Linked DNA regions of Rattus norvegicus: region 2 is linked to region 1. A link is a contact called in public Hi-C data. All regions are on one chromosome and are shown on one strand. The core of a region is the stretch at or near the end of the contact, and the rest is flanking DNA. Distances in the headings are between cores, read along the strand shown.

Region 1 (3,017 bases), core at 268-2,767:
AAGTTTAATGGGGTTACATTTATATACTTTGCTTCTGTAATATGAATATTGGATGGTATGTTCAAGCAGTAACTACAAAGACCGATATCAAGGACTTCTTCCTCTATATTCTTTATGAGTTTATGGCTTCTGATCATAAGACTTTTGTCCTATTTTGTCTTTTATGTATCATGTAAAGATACATCTAAAATTCTTTTTCCCCCACATGTGGAAAGAGGTGTCCCCAGGTCTTGTTTATATGTTTTGTTGCTGTTGTCAAAAGTTCATTCCCTCTAGGCTGGCCATTCTGTTTTGTCAGTGTGCTTCTGTTTTTCTCTCAGTGCTGAGTTGTTTTAACTGTGTCTGTGCAATGCAGTATTCAGCCAGAGAGCTTCTGACTTCATTTCTTTGTATTGATTTCTCTGTATGAAATTTGGGGTTATTGTCTTCTTCTATGGCTACCACAATTGGAATTTTGATCAACTGCCCTAGATCTGTATTGATTACACCCATCCATGAGCATACTCAGCCTTTGTATTCTCTCTTCCATTTCTGTCCTCAATGCTTGAGAGTTTCCAGTGTATACATTTTAACTTCGTTGGTTAAATTTATTCCTGTAAATATCATTTTGCTTTGTTTTTTATCAGGCTGTTGCTGTAGTTTAAAAGGTGGTGTAGATTTTTGTTTGCTTAAAAAAAAAAGCAAGTTTCAGCACTTACTTTATATAGTGTTATAGCACTCACCTGTAAGGTAGACGGTACTATCCTCTTCTGACCCGTCTACTGATGGAACTATCAGGAGTCTCACTAGATAGGATTAGGGGCATGGGGGCAGGAATCTCTGATAAAGAAAATTTGTATAGTGCAAGTTTTTTTTTTTTAATGTCTATTAAAAGAGTCAGCAAGGGATGGAGAGGTGGTTCTGTGGTTAAGAGCACTGGATGCTCTTCAAGAAGGTTCAATTTCCAGCACTCACATGGCAGCTCACAACCATCTAATTCTAGTTCCATTGGTTCTGACATACTCTTCTGGCCTTTGTGGGTACCAGGCACACACACAAACATACAAGCAAGACATCCATATACATAAAATAAATTTTTAAAAAAGGTTTTAAATGTCAGCAAAAATGTTTGAGAGGATTAATGAAAAGACAGGACAAAATGTAAATGTGTAAACATTTCTTCCCCTGAGGTGATAAATGGGACACTAGTGCTGCTAACAAGAGATACAGACCCACCTCTCAGTATGGCACACAAACACAAGCACCCTAAATGGAGACAGCTCAGCTGTTTGCAGAGGACAGCACTGTTCATTTTGCTTGGTCAGATGTTTGGTCAACACAGCATCTGCTGGTTTCTGTTACAGTCTTGAGGTTTTTAGTCAGCCATTAACCAAGGTTTCAGAGCCAGTTTTGATTCTGGAGCCTTAACTGTCAACAGAAGCTGGGGACCCAGAGAAGATGGGAGGGCCTGAGAATGCCTTAGAGACTAATGGCTGCTCCACTACTTAAGAGAGGGTTACAGTATAACAGGATTGTGAAATGATGCGTTTTTCCAGTGAAGATAACTAAGATATCAGCAGAGCATTTTCTGCTCTGTTGAGTGTTAGGAATGCTATTTTCGAGGTGGTATTCTGCAGAACTATAAAAGGAAAAGTGTGGGTGGTGAGAGGAGAATGGGGGCACGGCATCCCCGTTTGTAGTTTAGGAGATGGGGTTAAGTTGCCTTTAGATAATTCAGTTAAATTTGAGGATTATAGAACTCTTGTCATATTGTTTAGAAATTTGTACTTATTGAATAAAATACGTATCTTTCTAATATATCCAATTTTAGCTTTTCATGCTGTGATTCTCAATTTTATAGAAAGTATAGTCTTTCATTCAGCTACCAAAGTGATTTTTTTTATTGTGTAAAATTGAAAAGTAGAAGCTAAAAGTGTATGTAAAGAAGTGGAATTACTGCTATAATTATTATATTTACTGAGTCAAATTTCAATTTCCTTTGTGCAAATTCAAGTATGTAACGTTTGTGTCAACAAACCTCTTCTCTTTCCTGTAGCAAATACACTAATAATATCTTATAGATAGAAAGCATTCAGCTCATTTAATGAATAATAGATGTGTCTGTAGTCCTTTGGATCTGAGTAAGCACCTCTGCTGTTGGAGTAGTATTTTTAATTTAATTGTTTAATGTGTCTGGATATTTTGCTTGCATTTGTGCCTGTGCACCACTTACATGCTTGGGACCCGAGGAGGCCAGAAGAGAGCCTGCATCCTCTAGAACTAGAGTCCTAGACAGTTGAGAGCTGTTACATGGGTGCTAGGAATCAACCCAAATCCTCTGGAAGAGAACCCAGTGCTCCTCACCACTGAGCTACCCCTCCAGTCCTGCCATGGAAGTCTTTTTTCCATCTTGTTTATAAATTATAGCACTTTTAGGGTCATAAATGTTATACCTACTCAATTACTGTTAGAAACTGATCAAATTTAAATTTTACACAACGGTGACAATTTAGAAATAACCCATGAGTTGTGGGTTACAGTTGATCCCAGCACTTTAGGTGTGTATTTATTTTTAAGCTTTTGAAATGGGTCAGGGATCTATTTCAGTGGTAGAGTTCAGACTTGCCTAGCATGTACAGCTTTGGAGTCCATCCTGGGGTCAGGAGTGGCAAGGGAAACAGAAAATGAAGGAGAGAGCAAAGGGGTGGGGGGGCAAGGGAGGATGAAAATTTAGCCTAAATGTGATAATTAGCTATAAGCTTTTTCAGAAAACAACTATTTGGAAAATAGTTTACTATAGTTTAGTAAGAAGCAATCTACATTCGCATGTGATCTCTATTTGAAAGAAACAAATGAGTAAAAAGAACACAAAAGTAAAAGCAGAAAAAGCAACACCAATCCAAGTACTGCAGAGCCTGAACCACTGAAGAGAATCAGGGCAGGCCGGGCAGGCAGGGCAGCCTAGACACCAGCTAGTTCTGAGGGGCTCAAAAATTAAAACTCAACAGCCTTGTGTCGCTGGTAGAGTAATTTGCTTT
Region 2 (3,017 bases), core at 196-2,695, 33 kb before region 1:
GGTCCCGGCGTCGCCCCAGCCTGCCTAACACAGAGGACACCCGAGGGGCAGGTACTGCGCGGCCGCACAGTCACCCTACGCCCCTTTCCTGTCCTAGGGGGACCGGCCATGTGTTTCTCTTGGAGACCCGGGGACTCGTATTGGGCACAGCTGGACGGAGCTAAAAGCTGACGTTTTAAAGATGCATGTTTTTGTTTTATTTGGAGGGACAGAGGGGTCCCTGGAACCCAGAAAGCTGAGCAAGGCACCGAGCCTGGAGCAGCAAATGTCAAGATTCGGGGGAGGGGCCTCCGCGGGGAGCTTGGATGCTGGCCCCGAAGGGGGTGGAAGGAGAGGTCAGGAGTTTGGGTAAGAGGAGGGCGGACTTCAGCAGCAACTTACTATTCGGTCTGCAACTTGCTTCTAGGCCTGCACACACCCCCTCCCGCCCCGCAAGGCTTCCTTAATCACAATTTTTTTTTTAAGTGCAAAGAAACCCAGCTCTCTGAGAGGGTTTTGCATTCGGCATGCAACTTCCTCCGAGTGTGAGCGCGCTGGCAGGCGGGGAGGGAGCGGTGGGGGTTGAACTTGGCAGGCGGCGCCTCCTGCTGCCGCCGCCGCCGCCGCCTCTCAGACTCGGGGAAGAGGGTGGGGGACGATCGGGGCGCGGGGGAGGGTGGGTTCTGCTTTGCAACTTCTCCCGGTTGCGAGCGAGCGCGCGCGCGGCGGCGGCGGCGGCGGCTGCAGACGGGGCCGCCCAGACGCTGCGGGGGTGGGGGACCTGGCGGCACGCGAGTCCCCCCCCGGGCTCACAGTATGTATGCGCTGACCCTCTCCTCTGCGCTCCCCTCCCCAGGCCTCCCCAGAGGGCGTGTCTGCAGTCCTGCCCCGAGAGCAAGCGGCCAGGGCTCTGCGGCACCGTTTCCGTGCCATCCTGTAGCCCCTCTGCTAGTGTGACACACTTCGCGCAACTCCGCAGTTGGCGGGCGCGGACCACCCCTGCGGCTCTGCCGGCTGGCTGTCACCCTCGGGGGCTCTGGCTGCCGACCCACGGGGCGGGCTCCCGAGCGGTTCCAAGCCTCGGAGCTGGGCGGGGGCGGGAGGGAGCCTGGGAGAAGAGAAACTAAAGAAACTCGGTTTCCCTCCCAGGCCAGGTCGGCACCCGCTGCCGCACTTTTTCTCGTTCCTTGGGTGGGGAAAGGCGAAGCCGCGCGCGCCCCAGCGAGGCGATGCCCTGAGCCGCGGGCTTGCAGGCGCCGTCGGGGCCGGGCTGGCGGGTACCGCGCGCTGGGAGAAAAGAGGGCGAGGGCCACGGGCGCCCTTGCAGTTGCCGACAGTCGCCAACAGGTTGCACCGTTCCCCGCGGCCGCCGCGCGGCCCCTCGGGCGGGGAGCGGCCGGGGGTGGAGTGGGAGCGCGTGTGTGCGAGTGTGTGCGCGCCGTGGCGCCGCCTCCGCCCGCCCCTCGCTCGGTCCCGCTCGCCTGCCGCGGCCGGGCGGCCCTTTCGCGTGTCCGCGCTCCCCCCCCTCCCCTCCGCCTCCTCCATTTTGCGAGCTCGAGTCAGTGCCTGGAGCCCGAGTCGCCGCCCGCCCGTCGGGGACGGATTCTAAGTGGGTGGAACAAGACGCCGCAGCCGGGCGGCGCGGCGCCGGGACGGGGGACGCGCGCGGGAGACGGGAGCGGCGCGGGGGCCCGGCTTGTCAGCCGGGAACGGGTGACTTTCAGCGCTAGGGGCTCTCCCCTCCCCCATGGAGAAGAGGGGGCGACTGTTGACTTCCTTCTCCGTGACACGCGCGCCTCCCGCGTCCGCACGCCGACTTGTTTATCTGGCTGCGGTGGGAGCCGCGAGCGGGCGAGCGCGCGGGTGCTGAGGTGAGCGGGGGCTGGGCGAGCGGGCGAGCGGGCGCCCGCGCTGAGGTGAGCCGGACTGGGCGCGCTCCCCTAGGGGCTCGGCAGCCGGGGCGGCCGGACTTGGCAAACTTTTGCCAGCCCGGGGTTGGGGGTGGAGGCTGGCGAGGGCAGGGTGACGGTGACGAAAGGGCCTTGGCGGTGACAGCGCTGGCGCTTCCTCTCCCCGCACCGCCATCCCTGGCCCAGCGCGCTGCCCCGCCGTGGAGCCTCGGGCGCCCGGGCGGGAGTCTGGCGTCCTTTTTGGTTTTGCTTTTGCCGCAAGCCCTCGGGTCTTCGCTGTCCTCGGAGCCGCCGAGACACCCGCTTTTCCCGGGGGGCAAGGTAGAGCGCCGTCTGGGACCGGCGGGCTCAGGGCGCGCGGCTCCGGGCTGCGGGCTTGTAGGGTGGATTGGGGCTCACAGCCTGCAGCCCAGACTTCGCCCGCCCGGCCTTATCTGCTAGAAGTGGGCGTGCCGCAGAGAACTCAACAGGTCTGGACACATTTCTCCCTTCACCTCCCACCTTTCTCCCTCCTTCTCCCCCAACCCCACCCCCGACAACTTGGGCGCTAGCTTTGGGGCATGATTTCGCGCCTGACTTTTCTGAGTGGTCCCCTTTTAGAAAGAGACCCTCCCTAGCCGCAGTTTTTGATGCAGCGATTTTTTTTTTTTTTTTTTGACAAGTGCTACTTTGACATTTGAGGTTGCAGCCTCGGTAATTGCAGCCTTACCACTTAAGACCCTGGGCAAGGTTCGTGTGACTAATGTCACAGGGTTATTTACAGTTTTAACTGGGGGATAAATGTCGCTTAAGGGAGCATCTTGTTTTATGAAGTGTTACGGTTTCGGGCTGGAAGGGGCAGTTGTCAAAAAAGCAGGTCTGAAAATTCTTTAAGGTCTATTAGATATCTTACATTTAGAGATCCTTATCAAAGGCATAGGACCGACCGGGGTTCTGAGAGAGAAGCCCTTTACAGGGAAGAATCCTAGGGTAGGTTCCACCCCTCTCCACCTTCCCTGAATTTCCCTTTCAGAGAAGGTGGTCATACTTAATGTCTTGGTACAGGAAAAGTTTACCATTGTATTGGGGATCCCAAATATATTTGTCATAGTCTTTGCCAGCCCCTCAAAACATTTTGATTATTACTAA

What was found. Hi-C and Micro-C count contacts between places; a contact is called where the count stands out from the background.
Region 2: a Hi-C map of kidney shows a contact between it and region 1, with 2.3 times the contacts expected there. The contact joins the promoter of Nr3c1 here to the enhancer-like site in region 1. A contact is called at or near these places in 2 of 12 Hi-C or Micro-C datasets (kidney and mammary epithelial cells).

Annotation. Positions count from the first base shown.
Region 1 is chr18:31,578,846-31,581,862 of GRCr8, reverse strand. All of the region lies in intron 2 of Nr3c1 (nuclear receptor subfamily 3, group C, member 1), which reads left to right. Among named protein-coding and RNA genes, the nearest start is that of Nr3c1, 33 kb to the left of the region's middle. Within about 2 kb of position 1,517, at least 8 of the 93 cell types and tissues checked have an H3K27ac peak or open chromatin away from gene starts, as enhancers often do. A contact at or near this core is called in kidney, where this site is marked.
Region 2 is chr18:31,611,867-31,614,883 of GRCr8, reverse strand. Nr3c1 (nuclear receptor subfamily 3, group C, member 1) reads left to right here and starts at 1,445. Exons shown (of 9, transcript NM_012576.3): 1 at 1,445-1,850.